Regions from separate parts of the Mus musculus genome. Here region 1 is linked to region 2. Evidence: chromatin contacts called from public promoter capture Hi-C data. All regions are on one chromosome and are shown on one strand. Each heading gives the region's core, a stretch centred on a gene start, on an enhancer-like site or on the middle of the called end of the contact. The rest is flanking DNA. Distances are from core to core; before and after follow the strand shown. Region 1 holds the start of Cyfip1 (cytoplasmic FMR1 interacting protein 1). Region 2 holds the start of Nipa1 (non imprinted in Prader-Willi/Angelman syndrome 1 homolog (human)).

Evidence for each region. Capture Hi-C pulls out chosen DNA fragments and counts their contacts.
Region 1: a promoter capture Hi-C map of pancreatic islet shows a contact between it and region 2. The contact joins the promoter of Cyfip1 here to the promoter of Nipa1 in region 2. A contact is called at or near these places in 2 of 39 promoter capture datasets (liver and neural stem cells), 1 of 484 Hi-C or Micro-C datasets (embryonic stem cells), 2 of 115 datasets of contacts at active chromatin or transcription factors (bone marrow-derived macrophages and embryonic stem cells) and 3 of 9 other capture datasets (adipose tissue, liver and pancreatic islet).

What each region holds. Positions count from the first base shown.
Region 1 is chr7:55,839,849-55,846,690 of GRCm38.p6, forward strand. Cyfip1 (cytoplasmic FMR1 interacting protein 1) reads left to right here and starts at 2,223. Exons shown (of 31, transcript NM_011370.3): 1 at 2,223-2,459.
Region 2 is chr7:56,015,857-56,022,023 of GRCm38.p6, forward strand. Nipa1 (non imprinted in Prader-Willi/Angelman syndrome 1 homolog (human)) reads right to left here and starts at 3,744. Exons shown (of 5, transcript NM_153578.3): 1 at 3,553-3,744. The coding sequence starts at 3,712.

The sequences.
Region 1 (6,842 bases), core at 973-3,472, 180 kb before region 2:
TTGAAACACACTGGTGGGTTTTCTACTAATTATATTTTGAAGAATTATTTTCCCCACAAAAGAGCTTTTATTTTCTCTCAGCACAAAAAAAATTTAAATCTCGTGTGTATTCAATAATAAATAGGTCAATTTTAACCTTCATTTCCACTTGAAAAATTCCATTTCATTTAAAAGTTCTTAATTTTTTAAAAAAAGATTTGTTTATTTTTACTTATTTATTTACACTGTAACTGTCTTCAGACACTCATCAGAAGAGTGCATCGGATCCCACTACAGCCACCACCTGGTTGCTGGGAATTGAACTCAGGACCTCTGGAAGAGCAACCGCTGAGCCATCTCTCCAGCCCTCACAAATGGTTTTTATTTTTATTTTTTTTAGTATAAAAAAAGTTGCATTGATGAAATATTGTAAAAACAAATCAATCTGTTTTTCCTCCCAGCCCCTGCTCCCAGAATGATCACTGTGAGACTAACAACTTTTTAATAAATGCCTAGGCCACGAGCATTGGCTCAGTCCCTGACTAGATTGTAACTTATCTAACCCTTTAAACTATTCTATGTCTCACACACTGTTAGTTACCTCTCCTCCAGTCCCAGCCTGCTTCTTCCTTTGTGTCTCCTCAGCTTCTCTCCCTCAGAGACTTGCTTGAATCCTTCACAGTCCCTCCCTATGGGTTCCTTTTATATTCTCACTATTTCCCAGAATCTCCTCTCTTCTTGCCAGTGTCCCATCTCCTATTTGCTGCCTCAGCTCATTGGGCATAGGCATTTTTAGTGACAGGTGACACTGAGATTCTCTCTACAGCATATAATGATATAATTCAAATTGCTTGTCGGATAGTTAAATGCCAGTATTGAATCTTAATCTCTAGATTACAGTTCTGTGGAAGCAGGGGAACATTGTCAAGCATGCGTTTTGTATTTTTGCTGCGCCAAGGAATCAACATGTTACATTTGTATTATCATTATAGTTTAGGTTTTGTAATTTTTATTATACTCTTGTTATGCATATGTAGAGAAGCTACAAGGATTATACTTTTGAATAAGTTTAACATCTCACATTTTGTGGTAAACCTAAGATGGTGAAAACACTGATGTGTGTCTGTTGTAAATACAATTACACGAGTTTTATTTTTCTGATATTAAAAGTTACTTAGTAAAGATTTATTTCTGTTAAGTTGGGGAAAACAAACTGGTGTGGGAGTTAGGCATGTTGGTGAATGCCTGTGATTTCAGCACTTGAGGGATGGAGACATGATCTGGTGTTCAAGGCTAGCCTGGGTTACATTAGTTACTGTCAGACCCCAACGACAAACAAAATGTCCAAATTCTTAGCAGTAAGGAGGGGCGTCCGGAGTGAAGAAGGGTAGGAAGTTTGGAGCTATTCTACTAAGTTCAGCATTAAGATGTATGTTAACTAACTTTTCCCTTCCTTTTCTGCGGGTTTAGGGAGGGCAAATTCAAGTCAGGTTTTCTGTTGTCAGCCATTCCTAGGAGTCTGAACTTGAGTTTGCCAGTCCTCAGAAGGCAGATGAGATGGTAGCACTGTTACTTTAGGGGCCAGAATGGGTTCTTCCTTGGGTCTGGAGCATTTTACATGCCGCTCCAGCCTTGCACCCACCATTTAATACATACATGCGCCCCTTCTCTGTCATGGTTGTACCTTCTGTATCTCTTTTGAAGTTCAACCAGAGGCAGGACAGGAGGCAGTGAAAATTTGGGGGACATGCGGAGGAAGATAAGCCCATCACTCATGGATTTACTGAGGCTTCTCACCATCACTGAGGACAAGTTATAGGAAAACGAATGTTGAATTCCTATGGCCCATGTATGGGCTCACTGGCCCACACCCAATTGCTGGGGGATCCAACGCCCTTTTTGGACCTTTGCGGGCACCAGGCACTCTCGTGGTGCATAGACACACAAGCAAGCCAAACATTCATACACATAATGAATTCCTTTTTTTTAAATTTTTTTTAAAGTATCTTTAGTAAAACTTCCAGCTCTATGCTGGCTAGTCCTGGAATTCTTTCCTCATTTGGCCTTAGCTTCAACAGAGGTCCCCCAAATCAGGGAAAACTCTTGAGGCTGGTGAGCATGGCAGTGTGGCGCTGAGTCTTCATCCTCTCCCAGCCGGCTTGACGGGTGGAGCCCACCAAGCAAATCCCGGCTTCCTTTGCTGCGGTGACCTGAGCAGCAAGCGGCAGGCGGGGCTACGGTACGGGAGACTTGGGGAGACTTGGGGGCCGACCGGGCTGGCCTAGAGGAGCCGGACCCAAGGCAGCCAGCGGGAGGAGGGAGGAGCGCCGGGAGGAAGAGGCCGAGCCGAGCAGCGCCGCCCCGGAGGAAGGGGAGGAGGCCGGGTGTTTCCTGGTGCATTCCCGACCCGCCCAAGTGACTCATTGGGGTAGGAAAGCTCCCGGGGCCCGCCCTGGACAACCGAAGGCGGCGCAGACCAGGTAAGGGCGGTCGCCTGGCCTCGGGGTCCTTGCTCCACTGTAGTCCGGTGGGGCGAGCCTGCAGACGGCCTCGGCGCAGCCTCCGGGACCGCACGGCCTCCCGGGATTGCCTCCTGGGCTCTCGAGTCTCCCGGTCTCTGCACGGCAGCTCCGGAGCCCGGGACTCCCGGCCCAGCTCGGCGGCTCCAGGGCTCCCTCCCCGGAATCACATTCCAGAATCCCCCGGCCACGGGCTTCCCAGTGCAGATTCCCTGTTCCCTCCGCGCTGCACAACTTGCACTCCGGTGGCCCGGCTCCCGCGTCCCGGACCCCCGCGTCCCCGAACCCCCGCCCCGACTCACCCTGGATACTAGGATCCCAGATCTCGCGCTTCCGGCACGAGGTTTAGCTCCAAAGAGGAAGAGACAACGTTAATATTTAGTATTTTACTATTGAAAAGTAAGGAGCGACGAATAGTTTATGTTGCACTAAAGTGGCAAAACAACCCCGAGTCCACCATGGTTCTGCCTTCAGAGGAAAGGAAGGAGAGTGTGGTCTAGGGAAGCCGTCCTCAGATTCTTGGAGAGAGGCATTTTGGGCTTTGTTAAGGAAACGGGATTGTTCAGGAGCAGTAGTGCGCCGCCGCACATTCGTAACGAATTTTGTACTTTAAGCCTAAAGCATCTGCGTAATTTGTAACATTTCGTGAGTGTGAGAAAAGAAGGAAGAGATATGCAACTGGGGATCGGTGAGGGCGAGGCAGAGGGAAGCATCGGGCAATCCGTGTGTTGCATGGGGGAGCCCAGAGATTTCTCTTGGTTGTCGGCTAACAGATCGCTTAGTTGAGTCGTGTTTGAAGCACCGCTGGTACTGGGGTACTCCTACAGGTACTGATACTGAGATCAGCGCTTGCCAAGGTGGGGGTATTGATCCTAGACCCTGGCCAAGTTCACTGGCTGGAAGTTGAAGCACGCGAGACCGGTGGTATACCTGAATACCAGCCTTCCCCTAGTTCTGAGTATGTTAGTGGTTCTTATTAAAAAGCCTACAAGCACATAGCCTGAAAGAATTAATTCAGTTTTTAAATACATGTAAGTTACTGCAGACATGCATTGTAAGAATTCAGTAGGAATGTTGCGGGGAATACTTCTCTTTCCCTCTTCCCCTAACAGCATCTTCCCTGTAACCTTGATAAAATGCTGCAGTTGAAAAGTCTCTCTAAGAAAATACATCCTCTAAGTATTTGTGTATTTGAGGAAGTATGTATTAAGGTTTTTTTAAAGAATAAACACTGTATGTGTGTGTTTGTGGTATGTGTGTTTTTAGATGTGGGTGCACAGGTGTGTGAATGTGTTTGTATGTGCATGTAGAGGCCCGAGGCTGATTTGGCGTTTTCCACCTTATTCTTTGATACAAGGTCTCTCAGCTGAACTTAGAGTTCACTGATTGGACTAGTCTTGCTCGCCAGTTTGTTTCGGAGGTCCCCTGTCTCCGCCTTGGAAGCAATGGGACTTGAGGGAGGTTGCCATGCCCATTGTCGTTTATGTGGGTTCTGAGATCTGAAATCCTGTACGGCTATCCACTGAGCCATCTCCCTGGCACTTAAGCGTGTTTTTAACTTTACATATAGTAATATTCATGCTTTGGAGTGTTGACTGCCACTGTAATTAAGATGCCAAACTGGTTCCTATCACCTCAAGATTTTCTTTCCTGTGTCCCTTGTAGTGAGGTCTTTCATACCATCAACTCTTGGCAACTGCTGATCTTTTCATAGTGCTATTTTGCTTTCTCCAGAAAGTCCTGTGGCAATCTTGGAGTCTGCATTTAAGATGGTTCTATGTTCTCAGTAATAAGTATGGGGGTGTTGGGGAGGGGGTGGCTATATTTAAGGCCGTCCAAGGTGTTTTACCAGCCAAACACCATTAAAGTGAAAAATTAATGATTTTATATATATATATATATATATATATATATATATATAATATTATTTGGTTACAAAAACACTAGTCAAATATGTCTGTAAGAAGTAAAGTCAGTGCTTTGAAAAGTAGAGCCTTGGGAAGGTGGGGTGGCATGCAGGGAGTATAGGTGCATACAGTGGGTATAGGTGGCACACAGTGAGCATAGGTGGCACACAGCAGGTATAGGTGACACACAGTAGGTATAGGTGACAGACAGGTCTGACAACTTGAGTTACAACCCACAGTGGAAGGAAAGGACTAACTCCTGAAAATTGTCCTCTGACGTCCACAAGGACACAGTGATTTGTGCCGAAATACTTACTCTCTCTCCCTATGAACACACTCCATACACAAATAATAAATAAGTGTTTTTTTTTAAAAAATGTAGTTCTGGATACAACCTGGAAGACTAAAACGTTCTTTCTTCTCTCTTTCCCTTTATCTTACCATTTCAAAAAAAAGCAAATTTAAATATGTATTTGACAAGTGTGTGGTTGTTGTGGCCTGCATGAGTTTGTGTGCATCACATTCATCAGAAGTCTGTAGAGACTAGAAGACGCCATTGGATCTCTTGGACCAGGAGATATAGGCTATTGTGAGCTTCCATGTGGGTGCTGGGAACTCAGCATAGGTTCTCCTGAAAAGCTCCTAATTGAAGAGCCATCTTTACCCCTCCTGAGTTTTGAGACAGGGTTTCATTCCATGGCCCAGACAGCCTTGAATTCATGGTGCCTCTACATTAGCCTTTTTGTGTGTAGGGAGGGGAAGGGGCTTGAGGTTGGGTCTCCCGAAGTCCTGGTGGGCTTGAACCCCTGATTCTCCTGCCTCCACCTTCTGAGTGCTAAGACTGGAGGTGTGGATACCACCACCTTTCCTGTCTATCTCAGCTCCTTGAGTGCTGACATTACAGAAATAAGATACAACCTAGCCTGAAATAGTACTTTTAAAGGTGAGAAAATTTACAAACACCACCTCAACAATTTTTTAAATAGTTCAGAAGTATATACAACTGTATGTGTACTGAAGCATTCTGCCCCGACTTTAGCCTCTTTTGTTTGAATCGGAGTTTCTGTAACACCGATTGCATTCCAAGTGTTATATATTTTCACTTATTGATGCTCAGCTGGAATTCCTTAAATGTTTCTATTTACAGAGAGTTCAATAATTCTTGTTTTGTTTTTTTTGTTGTTGTTGTTTTGTTTTTTGGTTTTTCGAGACAGGGTTTCTCTGTGTAGCCCTGGCTGGCCTTGAACTCAGAAATCTGCCTGCCTCTGCCTCCCGAATGCTGGGATCAAAGGCGTGCGCCACCACACCCGGCTGAGTTCAATAATTCTTTCTATTGATTGTATAATACAGTCATGTGTTGCTCAAACTATAGTGATATATGCTAAAGTATATCTGCACAATTCTATCCCTGCATCAGAGTTTAATTAGACAAATGAAAATAGGTACAGATGTTAATTACATCATACAGTTCTAGGAGTGCTGTGATAACTGACCAAAACATTGATAGGCAGTGTACAACTGTCGTCTTTAGTGTGGGTGTGTTATAATGTATTTGATCGGTCTTCTGGGTATTTTTCTGACACGAGTGTCCGTGCACCACATGTGCACCTGGTGCCAGAAGATGACATTAAATGCCCTGGACTGGAGTTGTAGATGATAATGAGCTGCCATGAGGGTGTTTGGAATTGAACCAGGGTCCTCTGCAGCAAGTGTTCTTAACCACCGAGCCATCTCTTCAGCGCCTGATATTGTGCTTTAACATTTATCAACACTCCAGTTGATCTTGTGTCAGTATCCTTGAGTACATGCTCAAGGACATCACTCTGAAGGTGACTCACCGTTGTATTGGTGTGAAGAGACGCTTGGGCAAAGGCAACTCTTATAAAGGAAAACATTGAATTGAGGGCTTGCTTACAAGTGTCAGAGATTTTAGTTCATTCTCATGGCAGGAGTATTGTGGTAGGCATGGCACTGGAGCAGTAGCTGAGAGCTACATCCTGATCCAGAGAGATGGAGAGGGGGAGGGAGAGAGAGGAGAGAGGCCTGGCATAGGCTTTTGAAATCTCAAAAGCCCCTGTGACACATTTCCTCCAGCAATGTGGCACTTCCTAATCCTTCAAATACAGCACTTCTCAGCCTGTACATTGAGGTTCCTTTGGGGACTGAACGAGCCTTTCACAAAGGTTGCCTAAGACCATTGGAAATATTTCCATTGTGATTCTTTTTTTTTTTTGGTTTTTTGAGACAGGGTTTCTCTGTATAGCCCTGGCTATCCTGGAACTCACTCTGTAGACCAGGCTGGCCTCGAACTCAGAAATCCGCCTGCCTCTGCCTCCAAGTGCTGGGACTAAAGGCTTGCGACACCACGCCCAGTTCTCCATTGTGATTCTTAACAGTAGCAAAAATTACAGCTGGGGGTCAGCCCAGCATGAGGAAC
Region 2 (6,167 bases), core at 2,494-4,993:
ACAATGCTCTTTAACACCCTGAAATAAATAACCTTATTTTGGAGCAATATCTGGTTACTATTTAGATAGACTTACGGTTTGGACCTTAAATGTCCACTAAGGGGCCATACATACACCAGAAGTCTGGTTACTAGCTCATGGTGCAACTGGAAGAAAATCCAACCTTCAGGAGAAGGGGCTCAGTGAAAGGAAGTTGGATTGTTTGGTACATACCTTTAGAGAAGTTGTGGCACTCTTCTTCCTCTGTCTCCCCAGCTGCCTAAGTTAACAGTCACCTAAGGCTTTAATCACCACATGCGCCAGCACCCATAATATGCTACGCCGCCACAGGCCCATCGGCAGGTTACCTATTCTTCTGCAGGCGACCCCCACTTCCACGGGGCTCTAACTCTGGGCATTTGGGGCAGCTGACCCTCTACATACATACAAGGTTCCAAACAAGTCTTTTGAAGAATACATCTGCGGAACTAGGGCTATAGCTCAGCAGATAGAGTGCTGCCTAGCATGCATAAAACCTCAATTTAGCTCCTCAACACTTCGTAAACAGGGCATTATAGTGCATACTTGCAATCTTAGCAAGTGGGAAGTGGAGGCAGGAGGAGCAGAAATTCAAGGTCATCTTCAGCTAGACAGCCTGACATGCAAGGGAATCTGTCTCAAAAACAAAGAAAAAGTCCATACTGAACGTGTTTGAACTTTTTCTTGTCATTATTCCCTTAAACAATAAAGTGTAACAACTATTTACGTAACATTCAAAGTTTTACAGGTTATTTACAGATTATTGGAGGGATAAAAAATATAGATAGAGGATGCCATAAGTTATATGTAAATACCATACCATATAAAGTCAAAAGCAAGGGAGTTGAGTATATACAATTGTAGTCTCTTCTGGGGTCCTGAACAAATGTCCTGTGAAATTATGAGTGAGACCTTTTGCCCAGGTCCCACTTAACTTCATTCACAGGCACAACAAAGAAGCCAGGTAGTTGAATCTTGAGCCTGTGCTTTCAAAGGACACTCTCCAGCCCTGCAGGAGTTACAGTGGGCCCATTTATTGAGAAGGTCCTTTAAAGGTGAAACTCAAAGCCAGTAGGTCCCCAACCCTATCCGTAGAACAACAATTAGAATTTAGCTTTTCTGAAGCTTGGACTTTCTAGACACGCTACCACATGTCAACTATAAAGGTATAATCGTCTAAGGAAGCATAGATAGTTACAGTAGAACAAATCATAAGGGTTCACCTAAGAACTTAACCTTCCAGGGGTTTTTTTCTCCTCTCTTTCTCTCTCTTCTTCCATTTCTATTATTTGATGGTTATCAGTTCTGTTGGTCTTTAAGTAGGTCTGACAAAAGATTATGGGAAGTTTGTTTTACTTTATTTTATGAGAGTTTAGAAGCTCAAGCTGGGATTATAGGCACATGACATGGTATCTGGCCTGAGAATAGATTTTAAAACTGCTGTAGCTTCAGTATCTATAACAGGATATAGCATAAGAGTTTCAAAAATTTTTGTTAAACAAAGTAGATTTACTAAGGCAAGACTAAATGCCTTCCACCATCATCTCAATCTATAGCAATTGGTGGAAGGTGACAAAATAAAAAAATTAATGAAGGTTACATTTTCTCTTTATTAATTTAAAGGCACAGTACGGACCCATGTGTGGTAGCACATACCTGTAATCCCAGCTACTCAGGATGTTAAAGCAGGAAGATCGAGAGTTTGAGACCAGCCTGGGCTACACAGTAAGAGACTATTTTCTAAAGTACATACATATATACATACATATAATATACAGTACACTGTTATAAATAAAAGCATCCATGACTGGTTTGGGTAGTTAATTGACCCAGAACTTCAAAAACAATTCTAGGTTAGTCTTTGTTTTCTAATTGAACACAAAAACTGAGCTAAAATAACACACTCTTTCTTGCTAGTCAATTGGTTTATCTTATTAATGTATTTTTCCTAACTAAAGTCTGTACTCAAATTCCTTTTGTTTTCCTCTAATGTAAGAGGCAGAATACTTTGACGGGGAAAGTAAACATTGCTTTCAGAGAAACCAAGAAAGGCTTGTGGTTGGAGCCACAACCTCAAGGGCTCTAGGGGTAACGACCTGGTTGCCAGTGTATGAGAGGTAAATACACTTTTTTTTTTTTTTCCAGAGGTATGTGTCCTCTGATTCCTTCTGGCTCTGAGAATTCCTCAGATTTCATGGCCTTGATTGGAAGACCAGACAGGTATTTTGTATGATGTTCCTCAGCTGTTGTTTGTGTACTTTGTCATGTTGCTCTCACGGTTATCCTGGTGTTGTGAGATTTGCAAGAATACCACACAAGTAAAGTACCCATCTTACTCAATCCTATAACAGACACATATATTTTTTTTATTTTTTGTCACAACAAACACTTTTGCCCAATTTTAGTGCCTGTACACATTGACAGTCTCCAACGTAGTTGCCTAATGTATACCAGATGTGTTTGTACATTACAGACACATCTGCAGGCTTGGGAGATCCTATTGGTTTTTTATTAGGATTGCAATGCTTTCATTTTGAAATAAATTTATTTAAATAAGCATTACTGGTTTTGTACTTTCGCTCAATATTTTCAGTTCTTTGTCTCTTTTCTGAAGCTTCCTGGCTACCCAGACAGCTTAGTCAAAATTTCAAACGTGTTCTGGAATTGGAACTAGTAAGTGTATTTACCTCTCATACACTGGCAACCAGCTCGTTACCCCTAGAGCCCTTGAGGTTGTGGCTCCAACCACAAGCCTTTCTTGGTTTCTCTGAAAGCAATGTTTACTTTCCCCGTCAAAGTATTCTGCCTCTTACATGCAGTGCCTGTCACAGGCCTCTCAACACAATGACATGGCATGGACAAAGAAGGTCTCTGTGCCTTATCCCACTTCCCTATCACTATGGAGTGATATCTGATGATGGGTTGACCCAGGGCATCCTCAGTAGGGGGGCCCGTTTGCATGCCTGTTTGATGTTTTCTTCATGCTTTAGACACTTCAGACAACCACAGGTAAGTTATCTAAGGATCCCAGGGCAAAAGCCGCCGGGAAGATCAGACCTTGCAATCAAGGTGACAGTGGGCACCTCAATGAAGACAGTACATCCTCTGGACCCACCACACACCCTTACTTCTTCACACCACCAAGTGTTCTCCCAAGAGCACCCCGGCCCAGTCTAAGTGAAAGGCAGGCCTGGCTCCACCCACCTCTGGATCCTATGAATAGGAAGCTCTGCCTGACAGTAGGTGAGTGAGGGCCTCTGGGCATAGGGCTCCAAGCTGAGCATCTGTCCCGATGCTCTGCTGCGGGGTAGGGGTTGGAGGACTGGACAGGTATAGGAACGGGGCAAGATGTCCGGTGAAGGGCTCCTGAAAGAGTGAATAAGGCCTCCCCGGTCGCAGAGAAGAGACAGAAGGAGACCGCGTAGAATGCGGAGGTGATGCCTGCGGGGTAGCCAGGGGAGCCGGCCCGTGCTCTGTGCACAGACACCGGCAGACGCGTGGTGCGGACCCCGGCCCGACCTCGGCCCGCCCTACCTCGCCTTTTAGCGCGCACAATGCCCTTCTTCTGCAGCACGAACGTGGACCCGTTCACTAGGCTGGACACCACAGCCACGCCCAGGCCGAGCGACACGGCGGCGGGGCTCGGGCCGCGCGCCCCCTCCCCGGCCGCCGCAGCCGCCGCCGCAGTCCCCATGCCGCCCGCGCCGCCCTCCGCTGCGCGTGCGCGCGCCGCGCCCCACGGGCTTGGAGAAGGAGCGGCGCGGGGCGGGGCAGAGAGGGAGCCGGAGTTCGGGGTCGGACTGCGAAGTAAGACAGGGGTGGGAGCGAGCTTAGGGGGTGGATGGGAAGCATGCAGTGGGATCAGAGGAGGAGCCGAAAGGCTTCTGCGGTCTGTGTGGATAGTATAATAATTCCGTAGAGCGTGCTGGTGCAGCGCCTGGGGCAGAAAGCTCTGCAGTACCAAGAGCCCTAGGGCGTCTGGTGGGGATGGTCAAGCTGTCCCCAGAGGAGCTCAGGTCTTCTAGGAACTCTGTTCTGTACTACCAAAGAGATGCTTTCTTCTTTGCTGCTTTGCTCCCTGGGAGGTCCGCTACCTTCACTCTGGATCATTGACCTTGTGATCATACTGTAGTGTTTCATTTTAATTCTTAATAAAGTATATCAAGATTATAAGGGAAAGTTATTTTGACTCACTTCGCCAACTCTCACTTAAGTATTCTGGGCCATTCCCACGCTTTCAAAGGCAATGCACATTTTTTTCTCTTTTATTGAGTGTTATGTAGCAATCTATTTCCATGTTATCACACAATTATTGTTTTAATAGCTGTGTGATGTCTATGAAAATATATTGTATCAAACCATTCATCAGATTGTTGGTTGTTAGGTTGCTCCAAGTGTTTGTTTCTCTATTCTATAATCATGCTATATTGAAAACTTAATTTAAAAAAAAGTTGGTTTAGGAAGTATACATGTCTTTTTGAAACTCTATAACGCAGTATTATTGCCGAAGCAATATAAAATTGGACTATTTATGCACTGAAACTACTGAATGGTTAGCCGCGCAGTGTGTTGAAGGCCTTTAATCCCAGGAGGCAAAGGCAGACAGATCTCTGTGAATTCAAGACCAGGCTGCTCTTCAGATCGAGTCCCAGGACAGCTAAGGCTACACAGAAACCCTGTCTTCAAAAACCATCCCCACCAACACTCTACTAAGCCAGTCTACCGTTGTTTCCTTCCGGGTGATAATTTACTCATAAAAGTCACCAATTCTGTCAGTGAGGCAAATGAAACCACTGAACTAGGGTAGTAAGATGGTTTTTTGGGGACAAACTGCCAGGCTGATTCAGACTGGAGAATAGCATCCTGCCAAATGAGCCTTGTCAGATTTATGGGGAGGAGACCTGCCGGCCAGACAGTCTGAGAGTTGGTGTAGGGACTTGGATCTCTTACAGACTGAGCTGATCAGAAACCAGGTGACCTTTCCCTGAGGTCAGGGAAGAGCGAGGGAATTTCTGTCCCCCAGAAATTGAGGAACGCTGAATTTAGGTTCCTGTGTACTCAATAATAACCTTTCTGTTCACTGGGTAAGAACCTGGCCTGGTGTGAGCGGTTGTCTTCGGATATTGTCAGCCTGCTTTGTGACCTAACTATTTTAACCATTTTTATATGTGCACTCCAGTGGCAATAGTTATGTTCCCAGTGCACAGCTGCATTTGCCACTATTCTCTTTGGAAACTTTTCCATCACTTTCATTTCTACATCACCGCAAGCCAAGATAGACGGCAATTAGCTCTTAGTGTCTGTGAATTTGCCTATTCTGGCTGTTTCACATTATGGTGAATGTCCCTGGTGACTAGCCTATTGCTTGGAGTATATACTCAGGGTTGAAACACATTGTACCACATTTAATTTTAACAACTTCATTCCTTTTTTACGCATGAGTAGTATTCAGTCATATTCATATGTAGCATTTTGTTAATTTATCTGCATCTCTTTTTAAAAATATTTTTACCTGTATGTTTGCCTGCATGTATGTGTGTGTGTACTAGTTGTGTTCCTGATACCTGTAGAAGTCAGAAGAGGGCCCTGGTTTCCCCGGATCTAGAGTTACAGATAGTTGTGAACTGCCACATGACTGCTGAAAACTAAACCCAGGTCTTCTGCAGGAGCGGCGAGTACTCTTTATGGCAGAGCCATCTTTCAGCTCCTTCTTGTATCTTTTAACCATTGTGAATTAAGCTGCAATGAAGACAGGTATAAAAGTTTATATGAAGTGTCTGCTTTTTAAAAAAATGTTTATTTTTACTAGTAACTGTGTGTGTGTGTGTGTGTGTGTGTGTGTGTGTGTGTGTGTGTGTAGGCATATGTATATGTGTGTATCCTTGAGAGCAGGTACCTGCAGAGGCTGTTGGATCCCCTGGAGCTGGAGTTACAGGCTATTGTGTGCTACCGTAGATCTGGGAACCGAACTCAGGTCTTCACAAGACCAAAGCATATTCTTAATTAAAAAAGGGATCTCTCCAGCCTATTATTATTTTTTAATATCACAAAGCTTATTTTTTTGACCACTTAAGTGCATATGATTCATACAGATACACATGCATATATGTAGTTAAAAGTGAAAAATTTTTTTTTAGAAAACGGACGCT